Linked DNA regions of Hordeum vulgare: region 2 is linked to region 1. Evidence: chromatin contacts called from public Hi-C data. All regions are on one chromosome and are shown on one strand. The core of a region is the stretch at or near the end of the contact, and the rest is flanking DNA. Distances in the headings are between cores, read along the strand shown.

Evidence for each region. A called contact is a pair of places that touch in the nucleus more often than the background predicts.
Region 2: a Hi-C map of leaf shows a contact between it and region 1, with 2.8 times the contacts expected there. The contact joins the promoter of LOC123439125 here to the promoter of LOC123439114 in region 1. A contact is called at or near these places in 3 of 6 Hi-C or Micro-C datasets (leaf and seedling) and 1 of 1 datasets of contacts at active chromatin or transcription factors (embryo).

The regions. Positions count from the first base shown.
Region 1 is chr1H:382,484,496-382,488,970 of MorexV3_pseudomolecules_assembly, forward strand. It overlaps LOC123439114 (calcineurin B-like protein 1), which reads right to left and starts at 1,773. Exons shown (of 8, transcript XM_045115865.1): 1 at 1,410-1,773; 2 at 953-1,035. The coding sequence starts at 1,494.
Region 2 is chr1H:382,742,290-382,746,764 of MorexV3_pseudomolecules_assembly, forward strand. It overlaps LOC123439125 (serine/threonine-protein kinase SAPK3), which reads left to right and starts at 2,129. Exons shown (of 9, transcript XM_045115876.1): 1 at 2,129-2,534; 2 at 2,735-2,809; 3 at 3,235-3,336; 4 at 3,448-3,501; 5 at 3,581-3,673; 6 at 3,770-3,862. The coding sequence starts at 2,412.

The DNA.
Region 1 (4,475 bases), core at 523-3,022:
GATGATAGTTCACTGTGGTACATATAATTGCAGATATGTGCCGGTTAACATGACAACAAGTAACAAATTCTTTGATATATATATAACCATAAGATACATTTATAATTACGCTGGACAAGGAAAGCATTCTCCCCAGGTGTCTAGAACACTACCATGAATGATCAAATCAAATTTTGCAATATGAAAATGCCAATCAAGCAGTTGGCTTATGTAAGCAGTAAGGCATGAAATGAGCCTTGAAGTTTAGCTAGACTACGATAACATGAGATGCAAGATAACGACTAAAACCTTGAGCTACATGATGTTCATATAACTTGCAATAATATCTGATGCAGGACACATTGTGAGTTTGTGACACGGTTATCTTAGGAACAAGTTCTTCATGAGAAAATGTGTTGACTTGTAGTCTGCATGGGAAAGATAATAATAATGAGCCAAAAGGCATTTATGTGCTTTAATTTTTATTCTATGTTTTGCACAGGCCACAAGAATGGAAATTTTTGCATGAAACTCAAAATCTACCTAATACTGACCTAAGTGTGTGAAACTTTTTTTTTGGAAGAGATAAAATACTTATTTAGAGCCGGGAGCATGTACTCCCGAGCTCTACTAGGCTTCACCGTGTCATAGTTATTTATGAAACGGGCTCATTGGGTTGTACAACAAGAATAAATGTTTGGCGACATATACAACAAGAATCCATTTTCACTTAGTATGTTGAGAGATAGTAGAACTATTGATGGCTAAATGTAATCACGGAAAAAGGGTATTTCCGCATAAATTAATCAGTTGTAAGAGGGTCGGAACAAGCGGAATGTAATTTCAGCATAGCAATGTTCGATTTCGTCTGAATGGTACAGACAAAAGTATGCAAAAATAGGTCTCAGGTGCTTATTTGATGTTTGTATATGTCGACCTGATAAGGGATCACACGTTCATAAGAAATCGGTACCTTATTGATCAAACCATCATCGATCACTGATCCACTAATGCTCTTGAACAGCTCAAACAACGCCTCGACTTCGCTGACGCTGACTACATGAACAGAACAACAAGTGCACGGAGTCAGGCAAACATCGAATCAAAATTCACAAGGAAGGGGGTGGGTCAATAGCAGATGGCCGATGAATATCACAGCAAGTAAAACATAAGTTAAGCATATCTACTGGTCAGATTATTCGAATTGCCTCGACTGGCTACAGGATCCATGGCAACCTACACGGCCGGCTGCAGAAGACAAGTCCCATTCCAAATCCTAATCCCAATTCCCAAGTACGCGAGGGCTAGAACGCCTAGCAAGAAGCAGAAGCTGGATCCATTTACCCTTTTCCGAGAAATGAAGCGGAAGCTGGATTCACGGAATGGGTTGCGTAGAAAAGGGGAAAAGTGATGCGAGCAAGCGAGCTCACAGGCGGTCTGGGAGGCGAGTTGTACGGGGTCCTCGTAGCCAGCAGGGTGCTGCCTCCGCTTCGGCGTGGACTGGATGCACCCCATGGCCTAGCTCGCCGCGGCCGGAGAAGAGCACCTAACGCCGCCGCGACCAATCACGCATCACCGCCGCCTCCACCCACTGCATAGAAGTGTGGGGCCGCAGCGCCAGCAGGTGAGGCAGCGGATCCGGGCGGATTCCGGCGGTCAGGGGAGGCGTGCGGGCGTGCGGGCGTGCGGCGGTCTGGTTTTGGCTGGTGGGATATGGAGATGGAGTCGCGGAATCTCTGCAGCGGAACAACCAACAGCGAGAGCTGGTGGTAGTAGTCGCATTCCGGCTCGGGGGCTGGGAGCAGGCCCCTCCCTTTACGCACGTGACGGTCGGTCGAAATCCACCGGGACTGGGAGCGCGTCTGCTTCGAATCAGAGACCGCCCCGAAAGTCCGAGCCTGACCCGAGTCGTGTGGTGTGGGCGCATGAAAGATGACGCGTGCCCACATCGTGGTCGCTTGGAACGCATGCCACTTGTCGTTCCTTGGTCCCGCCGATATTGCTTTCTGTCACAGTACAATGAAAACGGAAGAAAACGAACAAATTATTTTCAAGTATATATGCATCTGAAAGGGATAGAAGAAAATGTGTCTATTCGGAGGCATGCGATCAAAGCAAGTACCTTTTGACAATAAAGAGAACATACATGATTGTTTGCGGTTGGACACACCTTTAGTAATGACGTCCGTTAATTAGCATGTGGTAATTGATAATAGTCACGTGCTAATTAATTTCAACACTCCCTCTTATACGAGGCCAATTTTTTGCATGATGCATCATTGAAGGCTTCTTATATATTCATCTCTTGTCTTGAAAAATCCTTAATCTTGACATTCTCTTTCAAAATCATGTGACAAAAATATGATAAGAGTAGTATAGATATGTCGCTAAAACCCTTTTAAACCAGTGGAAAAATTAATTAGAAAGAAATATCATCATACGATAATTATTGTATCCTTGAAACTCATGTGAGAAAAATATTTGAAGAAGGAGAAAACTCATTGGCGAATTTATAAGACAATAAATATGATTTATCACTTTTATTTTGAATGCCCATGAGGAGAATTGAAAGTATAGCATGCATCACCTTATTAGAAACATTTTATGAGGGACTTCGATAGAAAACTCATAAGGAAAGAGAATGTGTGTGATGTGCCATTAAAAACTCCTTTAAAACAAAGTGAAAGGGATATAAGAAGAAAATGATATGGCATATGATGGTAATTATTTATTTGATAACTTATATAAGAAAATATCGAAATGATAAAACTCATTGGTAAGTTCAGAGGATAATTAATATGCCTTGTATACATTTGCTAAAAATCTAATGGAAAAGAGGAGGTGTGGCATATATTCTTGTGTTGATATTATCTCATTAAAATCTTGATGAGATCCTGAAGAGTAAACTCACAAAGGAAAAAGGAGTGTAGGTAATATAATGTGTGAATATATTACAATTCAAGAAGAGACTCCCCTGATTCTTATAAATGTCTAAGTCACTGCATAACAATTCTATGAACATGTTTCAATAGTGTTGAAGTTGATAGAGACTTCATGAACAAATCAACAAGATTGTCGCATGATATACCTTTGCAAGGTGGGGGGTATGGTGATATTACTTATTAACACTACTTCAGGAAGGCCTAAGATCACATATGGCTCTCCACCCAAACCGAGTCGTTGGTGTACACCACCTAGAGGTCCATCAACCTCACATGGGTGTCCACTACGGGACTCAAGGTGAACTGCCGCTCGTCGTCATCATCAGACATTGGGAGCGCCACTAGAGCCCCTAGATATCCTCTGCGTATGTGTTATCATGGGTGTGCTTATTGTGTCGTGGGGGCGCGATAGGAAGGTTAAAGAGATTAAGACAAATGGCTATGGAAATAAAAGAGTGGGGGACGGACATCTGATACTTGTGATCTGTGTTGGGTTTTTCCCCGAAGAGGAGGGGATATATGATGCAGCACAGTATAGATAAGTATTTCCCTCAGTGAGAACCAAGGTTATCAAACCAATAGGAGGATCACACAACTTCCCGTCTTCAGCATCTACACACAAAAGAGCACACACTCGCATCCAAAGGAGGCAAGAGGTTGTTAGTTGCGGATGCTTGCGATAGGGGGTAATCATAAGTAGGTTGTTAGTTCAAGTAAGAACAACACCTTAGCACCTGTCCACCCACATATCAAATTATCAAAGTAGCAAATGCGAATCAACTCAATATGATGAACATGACTAGACAGGAATTCCCATATGTCCTCGGGAGCACTTACTTTATATAAGAGTACTTTCAGGCATGTTCGTTGCTATAAAAAGGATTGGGCTACCTTGATGCACATTTTCTACTATTGTTACTTGTCACTTGTTACGGATTATCTTGCCACAAAACTATCTATCACCGTTACTTACAACACTTGCAGGAATACCTTGCTGAAAGTTGCTTATCATTTGCTTCTGCTCCTCGTTGGGTTCGACACTCTTACTTTTTAAAGGACTATGATTGATCCCCTATACTCGTGGGTCATCGACAAGGTTGTGAGAATCAAGACTCAAGTCTTAGAATCTTACGACCTTACGATCCAAACTAGCCCCTCCGATTGTATGATTTTGCTCATAGAATCTAAGTTTCTATGATCAAGGTTGTGAGAATCGCGACTCAAGTCTTAGAATCTTACGACCTTACGATCCAAACTAGCCCCTCAGATTGTATGATTTTGCTCATAGAATCTAAGTTTTTACGACCCTAGTAGTTATGATTCTAAGATTCACGATCCTACCAACAGAGTTTTGTTCCAATTCAGAATCTCAATTCTGACAACTTTGGTCATCAAGACTCTTTTCTGGTGCCGTTGTCGGGGAGTGAAGCGTCTTTGGTAAGTGGAAGTTGGTAAGGAAACATTTTCGGTACGTGTTGAAATTTAATGTTGCTTATCACTATGAACGGTCACCCTTTGAGTGGCTTGTTCGGGGCATCTTCGTCTCGAACGGAA
Region 2 (4,475 bases), core at 879-3,378, 260 kb after region 1:
CATCTAACACAGTCCTGTATCGGTCCGTGGCATGGCCCGGACGCGATTTCCCCTACAAACGGGAGACAAAAGTCGGGGGGGGGGGGGGTCCGAGAGTCCGGACCGCTATTTCGCCTGATTCTGACCGCCCTGGCCCTTCAAAAACCCTTTCCCCTCCCGTGCGCGCTTCCTGCCCGGCGCCAGCCACCCGCATTCATGCCATTGTAGGGCGCAACGATCCACATTGAAGGCGGCTCAGGGCGGACACGACATATCACTACCTTTGACATTGAAGCGGCCCGTCGGTCGAGGGCACTGCCCGCATGCCCAGCCGAACACGTCTCCTGGCCGCATTTAAATGCCTTCATTAAACTCGCGTGGAAGCCGAGAAACCTACTCCTGGTCACACGTCATCCCTGAGCGGACCGTCATTAAATGCAACGCACACCGAGCTCCTCCAATCCGCCCTCTATTTAAACAAGGCTAGACGCTGGGCAAAAATCGCACCGCTTCGCCGCTCTCCCATCTTCTCCTTAACCATTTTCTCCACTCTTCCGATGACTTTTGAAGAGGAATTCTCTGGCATATATACAAGCCGGCTAGGTGGCTCGCCGGATACGAGGATGCGCCAGGCAGCCCGCTGCTCTGCTTTCCTCGCCTAGCCGACGAAGCTAGTTGCCTCCCCAAGCTGACGCGTGGTTCAACAATTAGCCACCCCAAACCAGCTTGATGAGGAGTGGCGAGTTGCTCCACGCCAATAAAACAGGGAGCACGACGATGATCGCGCCTCTCGTGTCTTCGACGGCACCATCCATGCCGGTGATTGCGCATCCCGTGCATGTGGTCGCGCCATGGAGGCAAAGATAGAAGCCGGGTGCGCGGAGAGTGACGAGTCGGTGGCCAGCGCCTCCACGTCCGTCGTCATCATCGAGGAGAAGTAGAACATGGGAGGCCGCCGCCGCTTGGGTCCCATGAAGGCCATCGTCGGTGCAACATCGACGTACACACCGGGTGTCTTTCCCGGTTCTTCTCTTGCGAAGACCTTCGTCGACCCTGCATTAGCTGCACGGAAGCGGAGGTGCCCGTTTCCCCTCCTGCTGAAACATCAGTCGGGGGTTCCGCTTCGACGAGCGGTGGGGAAGCGAGGCATGCTTTGCGCTGAAGCATATGCTTATGGAGCTTCCGGCAGTCCGGCAAGCGGACTACTGGACATGGGGAAGACAAAGGGATCCACCGCGAGCGGCCATAGACTAGTATAGCATATACGGATCATGGGAGTGAAGCTCCGCGCGATCGTACATGCACATAGTTTTTATCTTTTTAGTGAAAATATGTTTAAAATGTAATAAAATTCGTCGTATTTGTACGAAATCCGTCATGTTTGCATGAAATCCAGCCGTGTTTGCATGAATTTCATCCGGTTGGTTCGAATTATTATCAAAAATGTATGCGGCTACCATTAATGTCGTCCTTCGCATCCATGTGTATGGACTAATCCCCTGTCTGCGAACGGATGCAAGAGAAAATTTGTGCGCTGCCATTAAACATGTTTTAAGTTCATTTATTTTGTTGTGTATATAATCTATAATGAAAAATTTAGAAAAACTTATAGAGTACTTAAAAATGGAGGAAGTATATTTTAGATCGATAACTAGCTAAATTCATCACGATAAAACTATACTAGCCCACTTGGTCGATCTTGATTAAAAGATGGTTGTCCGACGTTTTAGTCTCGAATCAAACACCCATCATGCTAGCCCTGTTTTCCTCTCGTGCATTGAGCTTGGTGATTTCTTGGTAGCACTGGCATCTAGTCTTGTCTAAAAGAAACAAGGGAAGGATGAGCCAAGATCGAATTTAAATTGAGATTATAAAAAAGGATCGCATTTGTCAGAACATCACGGTGGGAAAACCCCAACCAAAAATCTAACCAAATTGCGAAAAAAAAAGGACACCTAGGTGGGCAACGCGTCAAGCCCATGCGTCCAGAGATGCCACGTCACCCCATCGGACGTGCCATCTAACCAAGGGGGGGCCCGCCTGCCGCCCCCGATTAGGTGAGCTCCCGGCGGGTCCCACGCGGCCGCGACGTATCTCCTGGCCCACCCCCAATTCAAAAAACCGCCACTGCCTCCCACACGTGTCGGCCATCGCGCGTCTCTCCGCCGCCCTCGTTCCGTCGCTTCCGCCCCAGCCCCGAGCCGAGGCTTCGCTTCGCTTTCCGGTGACGGCGCGCGCAACTCTATATTTTTCTCCGCCTCTTGGTCCTCTGCTGGGTCAGCAACAGCAGCAGCACCACCACCACCACCAGCAGCAGCAGCAGGAGGAGGAGGTTTGCTCTGAGTCGGGCTTCTCTCGCGGTCGGATTCGTTCGAGTTGGAGCCGCCCCTCGAAACCTTGGGAGTTGGGATTGAGGCGGGCGGGTGGTGGCGATGGAGGAGAGGTACGAGGCGTTGAAGGAGTTGGGGACGGGAAACTTCGGGGTGGCGAGGCTGGTCAGGGACAAGCGCACCAAAGAGCTCGTCGCCGTCAAGTACATCGAGAGGGGCAAGAAGGTATATATGTCGTGGTCGTGGTTCTCCGTTCCTTCCCTGTGTTCTTTACTTCTGACTTCTGAGGTTTGGTCGTTGAGCACTCGTGGATTTGGGGGTTCTTCTTGAAGAATCAATTCTCGATAAATGGCAGTGTAGTGACTGTGGCTGCAGGTTTGTGTTGCTGGATGTGTGATTTCTGGGGTCTGTTTGTGTGCGTGCAGATTGATGAGAATGTGCAGAGGGAGATCATCAATCACCGCTCGCTCCGGCACCCTAACATCATACGATTCAAGGAGGTAATTGCCCGTTCTTCTTGACTCGTTAGTCGTTTGTTAAGTTTGTTGATTCTCAGTTACATTAGTTTGGTTAAATTAAATACTTCATAAATTTGAAGGTTCTGAAGTATGAACACTGAAGTACTCTGTTTCTTCCAGAAAGCAGAATTGACACCCTAATATTTTTGGGAATAAATGACGATTATCTTTTTGAATGTTTGCGTCATGACTGCTCTGCCAGTTATTAGTAATGGTTTTTTGGTCAAAACTTAGTATTGTTGGGCTGGGCGGCACTGAACCCCTACATTTCAGGGTCACTATGGTTGGTGATAATGAGTTCAGAATCATCCAAGTTTGTCCTAGAATGTCTCTGTCCTGATATTCAACTAAGCAAATTGTCAGCTTTAGATAAAATTGAATTGCCTTGCTAATAATATCGAGGACAGGTTTGTGTAACTCCGACGCACCTTGCCATCGTCATGGAATATGCTGCTGGCGGAGAACTCTTCGAAAGAATATGCACCGCGGGCCGATTCAGTGAAGATGAGGTTGCTCTTGAACATACTTACCTTGCTATGTCATCAGATTATCTTTATTCTGAACCTTGTCTGCTAACAGTATAAGTAATCATGTAACCTGTTTGCTATGCGTGTCAACAGGCAAGATACTTCTTCCAGCAACTACTTTCAGGGGTCAGCTACTGCCATTCTATGGTACGCTTTGCCTTTTGAAATTCATGAAAGAAAACAAATGCAAAACCCAAGTGCTCATGAACTAATGCTGCAAATGCAGGAAATCTGTCACCGTGATCTTAAACTGGAAAACACTCTCCTGGATGGGAGTCCAACACCTCGAGTGAAAATTTGCGACTTTGGTTACTCAAAGGTACTAACAGACTAACAGTTACCGTTATGTTTCCAGTTTTGCTAGAATTGACCTTTCTCTGTCCTTACTGACCAAATTGGCTATCGTGATTTTCAGTCTGCTTTGCTGCATTCCAAACCAAAATCAACAGTTGGTACTCCAGCATACATAGCGCCGGAAGTTCTTTCGAGAAAAGAATATGATGGCAAGGTAAGTTCTGCCTTTGACAATCTGCGGTTATTTGTTCCAGTTATGCGTCAGCGTCTTCTTTCCAGCAGAGAACACGGTAAAGAATGTGTAGTAATATCAATTACTCCCTCCGTTCCCAAATATAAGTCTTTTTAGATATTTCAATACGGACTACATACGGATCAAAATGAGTGAATCTACACTCTAAAATGCGTCTATATACATCCGTATGTAGTTTGAATTGAAATATCTAAAAGACTTATATTTATGAACGGAGCGAGTAGTACTTTGAAAAACAATTAAAAGTTGTGACTGGATTAAGAACTGAGCTGAAGGAGGTTATGAATTTAACCCTCTTGATTCAGATGTATTAGTTGAAGGATGTGTAGCTATGAAAGGAAAATCAGAAAAGTCACTGATTATTTAGTGTTTGATTTTTCTATCCATGTTGCATTTAGGATCAGTATCATTTGACAATGCGGATTCGCTTACCAATGGTCTGCTGCCACTGAAAATGGTCACACAGCACAAACAAACATCACTAATTTATTTTGTGTATCTTCAGTAATGTATAGTGATGTTATCATGGTTCTGAGATGTCACATGATTGGCTTCCAACTCTGCATCTTATGAC